Linked DNA regions of Hordeum vulgare: region 2 is linked to region 1. Evidence: chromatin contacts called from public Hi-C data. All regions are on one chromosome and are shown on one strand. The core of a region is the stretch at or near the end of the contact, and the rest is flanking DNA. Distances in the headings are between cores, read along the strand shown. Region 1 has its middle 130 kb from the start of LOC123409775. Region 2 holds the start of LOC123409774 (squamosa promoter-binding-like protein 15).

Region 1 (6,183 bases), core at 1,761-4,260:
GATTGATAAATCTTAGGACATCCATTTGAGGTAAATTTGTTGTTCTCCTACGAAACTCTATACTTGAAGGTACAACGACGTTTATAAGAATAAACTTGTGTAGTAGACATCACGAGACACATAGGCCTACGTGGTGTTTGGCCTGTTGGGTGTATTTTGGGAATTTCTGTCCTATTGGTTTATTTTCAGGCCATATATAAAAAATAAAAAGATAAACATAAACAAATTGTGGATTGTCGACCCACGTGCCCAACCTTCAAGCGTAGCCACGACCCATAGCGTCCCACGGGTCATGCCTACATGCTAACGAGCCAACCGAGCTAGCATGGCTAGATGGCGAGCTTTGGTTGGTTATGATTACTAGCAATGCATGCATCCCATGGACTAGACCTCTTATTGGACTCCCGTGTGCGTCCGGTAGACATGCTTTCACTGAGGGGGTGTTATAACATCCCGGGCCATTCGCAAGAATCGACCAAATGAAAACAGTGATGAAACATAATAGCATAGGATGGGACTAATACTCCTCACCTCGAGTTAGAGAGGAGTGTCGATAGCTTGTAAAACCAGCAAATGAAGTGACGGTAAAGCTGGCAAATGAGGTTTGTTATTAGTGAAACACTAATTTTAAAGTACTAACTTGAGGGAAGGTCCGTTTTTCTTCTTCAAAATTTTCAACATTTATTGAAAAAATCGTGAACAATTTTTCTTAAAGATGCAATAATATTTGAAAATCACGAACAAATTTCCAATTCTAACAAACTTCTAAGACGTGAACAAATATTTTTAAAAGGTGAACATAAGTTTGAAAAATGTGAACAAACTTTTGAAATTCTGAACATTTATTGAATTATTTATATACGATGAACAATTTCGTAATATAAGCAGAATAAATTTCAAAATACACGCTATTTTTTTTGTGATATAGGATGAACAATATTTAAATGCATATTGAAGATATTTGTGATATACAATGAATAAAATATTTAAATACACATTGAACATTTTTGTGATACAGGACAAAGTATTTAAATACACGTTGAGCATTTTTTTGTTATATACCCTGACCAATTTTAAAATACATAATGAATATCTACAAAAATGTTCATAAGTTCAAAATCTGCACGGCTTGAATAAAATCGTACTACAAAAAGAAGATAAAAATATGGTCTCCGTGGCTGGTGAGTCACGATGGCAGGAAGACTGAGGTTGGCTTGTTCTATATGAATAATTTCCAAAGAGCAGTTTTAACATGCTTTCTTTTACTACTTCTTTTTATATGAGAGGTAAGAGTATATAATAGATATAATAGATTTGGACCGTTGATCTCATCATGGGCGGAGCCATGATTTGGGTATAGGGGAGTCAAGCCAACTTAATAAAAACTACGGTGTAAAAACAATCAAATTAAATAAGGTTGAGAAGTTGTACATCACTGTCGTTAACAATTTTAGTAGGTTGCAAACTTGAAGCAAAAAACAAACAAATTAACCTCGATGGTGTTTTGCGATGCTTTTCCTATTAATAACTGCTCAATTGCAATCTTATAATTAGTTATATTATACAAGTTGAACATGTAAATTTTTTGGCATAACAAACTGCAGATAGGAACTCGTCTACGATAATTTGCATCATGATAATTTATAGGACACATAGAAGACATGAACTATTCATAACATCTTGCATCACACAACAAAACAAGCAAAATACAGTATGATTTATAATTTTGACACCGACACCAGATGAGAATTGAAAGAGATTAGAAAATTGTGATGTGTTAACCTTGACCAATTCGTTTGCTGGAGTAGTGAATTAGGTTGCATCGCTGCCGTATGAGGGGATGTTTCTTTACACAGACTCTTTGTTGTAGGGACTAAAAAAAGTCTCTTTTAGTCCCATGTGAAAGAAACAGGACGGACTTTTAGAGACTAAAAGGCGGTACTTGGGACTAAAGAAAGAAGTCCCTATGCAAGGGCCTTTTTGGTACTTCTTTGACACTTTTTCCAACAAAGCCCCTACTTTTAGCATGTAATTTAATAACTTCTAATACATTACTAGAGGTAACATGGTCTTTTTGCATGTCATTTAATAACCTGTAGTCCTAGTTTAGTCCCTGGAAAAAAACAATAGGGACTAGGGACTTTTTTGTTAGGATTAAAAAAAATAGTAAGACTTTTTAAAGAGGAGCCTGAATCAGATGGGCTCGCCGTGCAGGGAGAGCATAGGCGGGAGGGAGCCAAGGGCATGGGACAGCGGCATCGCGCCTAATCACAAGTACCCAACTTCCATGAGATTAGGGCGGAGGCTAATTTGCCAATCCAACTTCGCTCGAGTGTTTGTGATATAAGATGAACAATATGTAAATAGATATTGTGATATACGCCTAACAAAATATTTAAATACAAATAAAACGTTTTTATGATATATGCTCAAGAAAGAATTTAAATACATATTGAACTTTTTGTGATATAAGCTGAACATTTTTAAAATACACAATGGACATTTAAAAATTATGGTGAACATTTTTGTAATATAGGGTAACAATCTGCACTACTTAAATAAAATCTCACTAAAAAAGAAGAGAAGAATATAGTAGTCGCCATGGCTGGTGAGTCAGGATGGCGGGAAGATCGGGGTTGGCTTGTGCTACGTGTGGGTGATCTTGCATTATTACTTTGTTATAAAAAAAATGCGAGGGTTTGCTATTTTTAATCTGGTATATTACTCCGCATTTGATTTTGATTTTTATTTTTGCAAAGAAGCGATGTGATTAACTTAAATGGCATGAATGCTGCAAACGATATACTTTAGAACCTGGGCACATGGAACCGTACCGTAGGAAACATGCGTGATATAAAAAATTATACAGGTACGGACCACGTCCGATCTCGTACTTTTCTAATTCTCGGTCTCCGAGAGCTTCCATGATTGCTGTATAATAATACCAAAATGATAGTAACCCTGTCGTAGCACCAGTACGTGAGGCAGTACTACTAGTAGTCTCTTCTCCTCGTCTCGTTCTAGGGAAAGGAAAAGGCTACACGCACCACAACAATGCACACAGTAAGAAACCCTCCTCTCTAGTCTTGAAATCAAATCAAATTAGTAGCAAGTCCTTTTCGAGCACGTCTGACTGTCCGAGCTTAGAAAACTTGTCCACCCCGTCGCGATCAAAATCCATCACATCCCGAGCAAGATGCCATCCACCTACAATTTACAAAAGGAGCCCGTCCTTGCCCTGAAAAAGAAAGGCGAGTGAACTGTCGTAGGCGTACTTATATATTCACACGAATTTTCTAGGCGAGCGAGCGTGCATCGGCAGTCGACGACTCGTCACATGGACCGGCGTTCCACCGTCGAGCAGAGCTATGCCGTCCCTCGACGGTAGTGGTACGTGCATGGCTCACACGACACATTCTCTGACCGTCTGCATGTGGTAAGATCATCGTGCAGGAGAATACGCAGATTTCGTGTACGCGAGAAAGGGAAACGGAGCAGAAGAGGTGGTCACGGCCCCGTCACATATCTTATCACGAGCAAGGACGGACGGAAGGAAGGACGCTAGTTAGCCAGGGCCATAGTCGCGGGGACACGCGTGCCGTCCGGCCGGGGCAAGCGTACGAGCGCGCGGCCGTGCGGCGACACGGCGCGTGCGGAGGCGGAAAAGAGAAAGGCGTTAGGCGAACGCGGGAAGGAAGGGGAGGAGTCTCGCGCGCGCGCACACGAGAAAAGAAAAGGAAGGGAAGGGTGGGGTGGTACACGACACGAGTACCGGCGGGGTGGCGGTGGTGGTGCCGCCATCGGGAAGCCGGGCGGGGAAAGGAATCCGAAAGAACAAATAATTGAGGCGAGGAGCAGGCACCCGCAGGCGGGACCCGCGGTCGTCCTCGCACGGTCGCACCCTACCCCCACTTCTGCCCCTCGCCCGGTCCTGCCCTTGCGAGCTCCGACCCAAACCCAGTCACACTATTTTGTTGAACATATCGTTCGCTTGAACATTCTCGGTACAGATTTCGTATATAGTTTCTCCGTTCTATTTACTCTGCACATGAGGTTTGTCTAATGTATGTTGAATATATGAATAAATTATTATCAGATTTAATACAAACAAGCATTAAATAAATAAAGACAATAGACATATAGATTAGACTAATCATGAAGACAAGCATAGTAGACGAACGCATGAAGTCTATAGCACACACTAGAAACAAGAATTCTAGGACGAACTCAAGCTCAGGGGACAAAATTGCATACGGTGCAAATGAAGTCAAACCGTCAATGTTAATGTTGTCGCCCATGTCGTTGAGGAAGAGGTTGCCCAGATCGAGAAAAGAAGTCGTCGCTGCGAGCAGTCGCGCGAGTGAGCTCCCCAAAAACCCGATCGCCCCTCTCCCGTACAGGATCACGAGAGGCGGGGTTCCGAAGGCGTGTTGTCCCTTCACACGGTGCACGCCGTAAGGAGGGATGGAGAAGACTCATGGCGGCGCAATAATCTCAAACGGTGCAAAATCATATGTTGTGACGACAGCAAGGGTTGGCAGGGACCTCGCGTATATATATGCACGTTAGGGTGGAGAGACGTGGACTGGACCCACGTTCGAGTCGGTTACAACCCACGATCCGACGTCTCAGATCATGACATGTGTGTTACGGACTCGCTGTTCGCGACCGGAAAAAATAAGCGCGTAGGTATGAGCTCGGCTCGGCTCAATCCCGCAACCCGCGGCGCATCGTGACGAGGCGCGGCATGGCGAGGTGAGCGATAAGGAGGCGAGCGAGGAGGAGAAGTGTGCGAGGGTCTCTTCTCTTCTCATTCTCTTACACGTGCTAGAAGAGACCACCTTATAAGATGGTGTAACTCTCGCAACCAGCGCTATGAGACTAAACATTAGTCCCACTCACACCACAAACACAGCCAAGTCACATGCGTCATGAGAATTTCAGATTTTAGTTGGGCTTTGGGTCAAAGCCCTACTAGCAAAAATCCAACAATCCACCACAAAGTCTCATTGGCACATCTCGTCTCTTAGTTTTAAAACATTGTTTATATATCGGTTCTTGATGGAGAGTGTTAAGTTAAACTTCCATTTAAAATTTTATGCTACACTAGATCACAACTTGAATAGTGGACTATGCTTTGAACTACAAGCTTTTCTATGAGACTAGTTTCACAAAAATCCTTGACCGATACTCGGCTGTCGTGAGGCTTCCCCGCGGGTGGAGCGTATCCGTCATACTCCATGGCCTTTCATGAATTTATTAGAGAACACCCTATTCTCATAGACTGCGATGATCAACACTCAAATTCATATAGGTGTGTTCCTCGGGAGATGTTGTGCGGGACAACATATGTGCTTGCCCAAATAAGCCACTTGGAACACATTAAAAAAGTGTCGACCTGTCATGCAGATTATAAGAGTATTGCATCTTCACGGAGTGGGATAACAAATATATGGATACTCTCCTTCTAGCTGCCCAACAGCTTGTCTCCCACTTCTACTTCACGGGATCTCCGATCACATAGAGTGGGCTATGATGACCCACAAGTATAGGGGATCAATCATAGTCCTTTCAATAAGTAAGAGTGTCGAACCCAACAAGGAGCAGAAGGAAATCACAAGCGCATTTCAACATGGTATTCTCTGTAAGTGTTGTAAGTAATAGTGATAGATAATTTTGTAGCAAGATAATTCATAACAAGTGAGAAGTAACAACAATAGAAAACATGCAACAAGGTAGCCCAATCCTTTTTGTAGCAACGGACAAACCTCAAAGTACTCTTATATTAAGCAAACGCTCGTCGGGACAAATGGGAATTTCTATCGAGTCATATTCATCATGTTGAGTTGATTCGCGTTCGCTACTTTGATAATTTGATATGTGGGTGAACCGGTCCTAAGGCACTATTCTTACTTGAACAAACAACCAACTTACGATTACCATCTCTCGTAAGCATCCGCAACTGCGAAAGAACAATTAAGATAAATCTAACCATATCATTAAACATGTGGATCCAAATCAGCCCCTCATGAAGCAACGCATAAAATGGAGTTTAAGCTTGTGCCGTTCTCGCAACCCATCATCTACTTGTTACTCCACAATGACTTCACTTAGGCCCATAACATGGTCAAGTGTCATGTAGTCGATGTTCACATGACACCACTAAGAGAAATAACAACATAC
Region 2 (6,727 bases), core at 1,989-4,488, 130 kb after region 1:
TTTCTAAATATATTTTTATTCTCCATAAAATCCCCATGAGTTACTCACATAATAATGGCACAACAAACATGAAAGTTATGGAGGAATCCTAGAATGAGGTTAAACCTCGCAACACATTTTTTCCGCATGTATTTATCTTTTTGAATTCCTTTTTTTCGATAATCCTAAAAATAGGAGAGATTTTCACTTCCCGACCTCTGCACCAACTAGGGATGCACACAACCATTTTAGTATTAATATCAAGATAAACATGGTCCTCATAATTTTTTAAATGAGTATCAAGATTTTTTTGATGAGTGGTTTCACCACACGTCAAACTTGATCCTTAATAATTCAGAGAAAACTCCGTGTGCATTACCTGTCAATTCTAGGAATTGAACTCGGATAGTTGGGCTGCACAACCGCATGCCCAACCACTCAGCCAAGGCTATCTTTTTGAATTCTTGCAAAATTCCTTGAAGCTTCATAGCAAACGTCAATGCATGTCCACACGTTTTCTTCTTCTTTTCTATAACATTTAGCAAGCATGTTATTATTAGTTTTTTTTCCTTGGCACCTCGCGAAGGACGCGAGGCTTGAATTCAAAAGTCCATTTGTATCCAACGTAAAACATCGGCCGTTTTTGGATACTCTAACTCGGTTGAAGGTTAATTAGAGTTAGATTCTAACCCTGGAGTAACTTTGAACTAACTCTAACCAAAGAGGATGATAGGGTTAGATTGTCAATAAAAGCATTTTTTCAATCATTTGGCTCCTTTAACTAGGATTTGGTGTGGTGGAGGTAGAGGGAAAAGTAACTTTTTCTGGGCTCCACCTAACTCTAACCCAAATAAGCACCTCTTGGATGGGTTAGATGCATCTAACCAACTCTAACCCTCCTGTTTGGATATTTTAAGGTTAGTTTGGTCCAATCTAACCAACTCTAACTCTAAGCCATGGATCCAAACAGGGCCATCATTTTCCTCATAGATTTTTGAGTACTCCCTAAAAAAAGATATGTACGTGGCTACCGAGTGCACGAGCGTCCGCTAGCGGTAGCGGGCGCACCTGAGAACAACCAACCACGTGCATTTATTAACGTTTCAAAAAATTCAAAAAATCATAATTTTTGAACCGAGCGTCAAAATGACTATCCGTTTTCTTGTTTGTGTATCATACAACGAGCTCTTCAAAACTATATCCCACATGGATATGTTTCGACGAACTTTTTTGAGCAATTTTATGTGCTAGATGAGGCAATTTTAGTGCTATAGGCAAGCAACTCCTTTCCCCCCTTGGTATGACTATCTATCAGCGAAGAATTCTTCTCAGAGCATCTTCAACAGTCCGTATGTTCAATCGTTGGTATAAGTGTCCACATCAACAACCAACAACACAACATACAAGCTCTTCAATGGAGTGTATGTTAATCGTATGTAAAATAACTAAGCGGGTCCACTAAACATTGAAGAAATAACCATGCTTGCTTCGAAGCTTGTGCGTGAACCGTTGCTTCAAGTTCATACGATTTCATTCTCTCTCTTCTTTTATTATGCGTCATGTCATCAAAATCATCTATGTGGCAATTTTACCAACGATGATCATACAACCATTGGAGATGCCCTAAGTTGGTTACCACGAGTAACAATTGACTAGATTCATCTCTAAAAGCTTTACATAATAAAACAATGATGACCAGTTGTCTATGATTGATGTTTAGTGCCTACAAAAACTGTGAAATTGCTCAATTTTGATGCTTAGTTACCTACAAAATACTATGAGATTGCTTAATTTTGATGCTCAGTTGCCTATAAATACTATGAAATTGCTCAATTTTGATGCTCAGTTGCCTATTATTGATGGTCAATTGCCTACGACTGATGTTCAGTTGCCTGCCATTAATGCTCACTTGCGTGCTATTTGTGAATAGTTGCCATAATTGCACACTAGTATCACAAAAAAGTTAGCAACTTTTAGCGTGTTTTTTGCGCAACTCGAGTGCATTTCAACAAGCAACTCATGTGTATACACACGATGCAATTCATCTAGCATCAAAGTTGCTTCTGTTTAATACTAAAGTTGCCTCATATAGCATCGAAGTTGCTTCTGAAAAAATTCTTCAAAACATATTCATATGGGATCTATTTTTAAAGAGTTCGTCGCGAGGAACCCAATGATGAAAGTATATCATAATTTCGACACGCGGTTTGATAGTTATAGTTGAATTTTTTCATACAAAAATTAATGGACATCCAACGCATGCGGAGCCGAGAATGCATATCCAACGCATAATTTAACCATTTCAATTTGATAGCTGACCACATTTGCCATGTGGTTGCTAAAGGGTGAAGTTATTTTTTAACCTTCTAGTCATGATATATAATTTTGAAGGATTTTTCGTTGATAAGCGATCATACTACGCACACTAATAAGAAGTTGCTTTTCTTTAGCACTAAAGTTGCCTAAATATCATCCCATAGTTGTTTAAAAAAATATTAAAATTTATCCATATGTGATCTAGTTTTGAAGAGCTCGTCGTAAGAAACACAACCGTAAAAACGGATAGTTGTTGTAAGGCTCGGTTCAAAAGTCATACTATTTTTTAAATAAAATAAAGTAAAGTTGAATGACTTCCTGCATAGGGTGTTCTTGTTCCAACTAAATAGTACAGCTACATTTTTTGGTATTTATAAAAATATATATTTGCGTACTCGTACTACACGTGTCAGGCCAAGTACAATGATGAAGCAGGACGTAGTACCGTCCGGGGAGGCCCGTTCGCGCAGAGGATACGAGGCAGGCCAGGCAGCCAGCCACTGCGACGTACCGGCACCAGCAGGCAAAGCGACCCGAGAGGAGCGGGCAGGGGGCAAGGGGGGACGCACCCGCACCGCGGCACGGACGCCGCGGTACGAGTACGAGTGGTGGTGCGGTTTGACAGGCCCCGCCCCCGAGAGCAGAGGGCCAGCAGCATCAGTCGTACTACCAGCGCCACTGCACCCGTGCCTATCGCCAACTCCCGCGATGCGGCCTCGCTCGCCCCCAGCCAGCCAGACCCGCCCGTACGGCCCGCGGCGTGGGACGGCGGGGCGCCACCACCCACCCCCGCGCGTTCTTTCCCTCTCGCCCCTGCCCCGCCTCCCCAATTACGCGCCCATTGCCACGCCACGCCACGCCACGCCACGCGAACCCTCCCTCGCCCGCTACACGCTACGCTAGTTGAGCAGCTAATCCCAACCCGAACCCCGTGCGCAGCTGCGCTCGCCCTCCCTCCCACCCGTCCCGTCTCTTCGCCTCGCCCCGATTCCTCCCCCCTCCCACCCACACTCGGTCTTCGTCTCCCCCGACCCCCTCCCTCACCCCTCACGCCTCTCGCCAGCGCCGCGCTCTCGCGTCCCGCCCGCCGTTTCCGCCATTTCTCCGGGCTGCTGCCCACGCCCCGCGTCCGTTTTCTCCCCGCGGGGGCGAGATGAGGTGAGGCGGTTTTCTTCCGGGACTTCGCCGAGCTTCCGTGCGCGCAAAGGTAACTGACTAACAAACCAACTGCTCCGATCGAATCCCCCGCTCCCGCTCGTCGGCGATCGTCGGTTTTGATCCGTGCCGCGGTGCTGGGCTGGCGCAGATCCGAAGGGACAGCCAGCCGGGTGTGCTAGGAAGCGCAGGACCGCGGGTGATGCAGAGGGAGGTGGGGCCGCAGGTGGCCTCCCCGCTGTACCTGCACCAGATCCAGCCGCTGCCTCCCCATGCGGCGGCGGCGGCCAGGAAGCGCGGGACCCCGTGGCCCGCCGCGGACCCGCCGGAGAACGCCGCGATGGGGGCCGGCGCCGCCGCCGGAGGGAACTGGAACCCCAGCATGTGGGACTGGGACAGCCGCGCCTTCACCGCCAGGCCGTCCTCCGACGCGCTCCGCCTCGGCGGCGGCCTGAACCACCACCAACACCACCACCAGCAGCCGCCGCCGCCGCCGCCGCCGGCGACGGCTGCCGAGGCGCAGCGGCAGGGGCGCGGAGGTGCCGGTGACCTGAGCCTTCAGCTGAACCTGCGGGAGGAGGCATCGATGGCGATGGATGTGAGCCCGACAACTACCATGTCTTCTTCGCCTTCTCCGCCTGCACGGACGTCGCAGGAGCAGGCTGCTAGGCCTAGCAAGAGGGTTCGGTCTGGATCGCCCGGAACTGCTTCTGGAGGAGGTGGCGGCGGCGGTGCCGGAGGGAGCGCAAGCGGAGGCGGGAGCTATCCCATGTGCCAGGTGGATGACTGCCGCGCGGATCTCACCAGCGCCAAGGATTATCACCGGAGGCACAAGGTGTGTGAGATCCACAGCAAGACAACCAAGGCGGTAGTTGCCAACCAGATGCAGCGCTTCTGCCAGCAGTGTAGTAGGTAATGATCGTGCCTGCAAACACCTCCTCAAAAATTTCAGTGGCATGATTCTTTGTTATGATGCCACCTTTAGGGATTTATGTCTCCTCATGATTTGAATGGTTTCTTAGTTTGTGTATTGGGCCATAGAAATGGTTTCTCTATCCAATGATGGCAGTGTTTATCTAGTTTCATACTGTATCATTTACCACGTCCGTTCCAAAATACAAGTCATTTTAGAGATTTCACTAAAGACTCCATACGGAGCAAAATGAGTGAATCTACACTCTAAAGTATGTCTATATGCATCCGTATGTAGTCTGTAGTGAAATCCCTAAAAAAAAAACACTTAATAGAGTATTTAGGAACGGAGGGAGTAGTTACTAAAAGTCCATTCTTATGGTCAATCATTTAGATTTCATCCACTCTCGGAGTTCGATGAGGGTAAGAGGAGTTGCAGGCGAAGGCTTGCCGGACACAACCGACGACGGAGGAAAACCCAGCCAACAGATGTTGCTTCACAGTTGCTGCTTCCTGAAAACCAAGAAAACACAGCAAATAGGACACAGGATATTGTCAATCTGATCACTGTTATTGCACGCTTGCAAGGTACTTGACTCCTACTGAACTTGGTACACTCTTTCACTACTTGTTGATTTTAACCTGAGTACTATTTTTCCTGTCTCTGCATCGACAGGTGGTAATGTTGGTAAACTACCCAGCATCCCTCCGATACCGGATAAAGATAATCTGGTCCAAATCATAAGCAAAATAAACTCTATCAATAATGCAAACTCCCTGGGGAAGTCTCCTCCATCAGAAGCCATTGATTTGAATGCCTCCCATGGGCAACAACAAGATTCCCCTGTTCAAAATGCAACAAAGGTGGTCGACAAGCAGACTGTGCCATCAACCATGGATTTGTTAACAGTTCTATCCGGTGCTCTTGGGACATCAACCCCTGAAACCAATACATCTCAGTCCCAAGGGAGCAGTGATAGCAGTGGTAATAACAAGAGCAAGAGTCATTCAACAGAGCCAGCTTGTGTTGTAAATTCCCATGAGAAATCAATTCGACCTTTTCCGGCAGCTGGTGTGATAAGGAGCAATAGCACCCATGGAAGTCCACCTGAAATATATAAGCAGCCAGACCGAGATACCCATCCATACTTGTCACTGCAGTTGTTTGGTAATGCCGAGGTGGACATTCCTGTTAAAATGGACACTGCAAATAAGTACTTGTCTTCGGAGAGCAGTAATCCTATGGACGAGAGATCTCCTTCATCCTCTCCACCTGTAACGCGCACATTTTTCCCCACCCGCTCAGTAAATGAAGGCATCAGACATCCTCGTATTGCTGACTATGGAGAAGACGCTGCAACAGCTGAGATCAGTACCACTCGGGCATGGTGTGCACCACAGCTTGAGCTTTTCAAGGATTCAGAACGGCCAACGGAAAATGGGTCACCACCAAACCCCACATATCAGTCATGTTATGCCTCAACATCTGGTTCAGACCATTCTCCGTCAACATCAAATTCAGATGGACAGGTAATTTATATCAAAGCTTGCCATTTCAGTTGATTATGTCACAAGCCAAGGTGTCATTTATTATTTTAGCCACGCTTTCAATCTGATCCGCACATGATTTTCTATTTCATAGGACCGTACTGGAAAGATTATATTCAAGCTCTTTGGCAAGGAACCTGGCTCAATCCCTGGGAACCTTCGTGACGAGGTATGACCACGAAACTGTGCCAACATGGTAACTGGAAGGCACTCTTCCAGCGTATTTCATTCACCATATAATATAAATGTTTCTCCTTCCTTGCTCAGGTTGTAAATTGGCTGAAACACAGCCCCACTGAAATGGAGGGCTACATTCGCCCTGGTTGCCTTGTACTATCCATGTATCTGTCAATGCCAACTATTGCATGGGATGAAGTAAGTCTGCTGCTACACTAACAAAACCGATTGCATGCAATGAAATTCTTGCAAATTTATCTAACGTTGTATGATTTTTAATGCAGCTTGAAGAGAATTTTCTCCAGCGAGTAAACTCGTTAGTTCAGGCTTCTGATTTGGATTTCTGGAGAAAAGGGAGGTTTTTAGTTCGAAGTGACAACCAGTTGGTGTCGTACAAAGATGGTATACATAACTACCATCTCTGTGTTCTTCTCTATTCCTGCTCACTCTTTGGTGGGTTGACTATGAATTCGTTTTGGTTGATATCAAATTTGTATTTCAGGAATGACCCGCCTGTCAAAATCATGGAGAACATGGAATACTCCCGAGTTGACCCTTGTGACACCAATTGCTGTTGTTGGTGGGAGAAAGACCTCCCTCGTTCTTAAGGGCCGTAATCTAACGATCCCGGGCACCCAGT

The links. A called contact is a pair of places that touch in the nucleus more often than the background predicts.
Region 2: a Hi-C map of seedling shows a contact between it and region 1, with 3 times the contacts expected there. The contact joins the promoter of LOC123409774 here to the enhancer-like site in region 1. A contact is called at or near these places in 1 of 6 Hi-C or Micro-C datasets (seedling) and 1 of 1 datasets of contacts at active chromatin or transcription factors (embryo).

Annotation. Positions count from the first base shown.
Region 1 is chr7H:182,876,586-182,882,768 of MorexV3_pseudomolecules_assembly, forward strand. No RefSeq gene overlaps it. Among protein-coding and RNA genes, the nearest start is that of LOC123409775, 130 kb to the right of the region's middle. Within about 2 kb of position 3,011, at least 3 of the 3 cell types and tissues checked have open chromatin away from gene starts, as enhancers often do. A contact at or near this core is called in seedling, where this site is marked.
Region 2 is chr7H:183,006,790-183,013,516 of MorexV3_pseudomolecules_assembly, forward strand. LOC123409774 (squamosa promoter-binding-like protein 15) reads left to right here and starts at 3,239. Exons shown (of 11, transcript XM_045102643.1): 1 at 3,239-3,502; 2 at 3,602-4,362; 3 at 4,757-4,950; 4 at 5,039-5,892; 5 at 6,005-6,079; 6 at 6,178-6,285; 7 at 6,372-6,489; 8 at 6,590-6,725. The coding sequence starts at 3,653. It overlaps LOC123409775, which reads left to right. Exons shown (of 2, transcript XM_045102645.1): 2 at 2,709-3,198. The coding sequence starts at 2,719. The coding sequence ends at 3,198.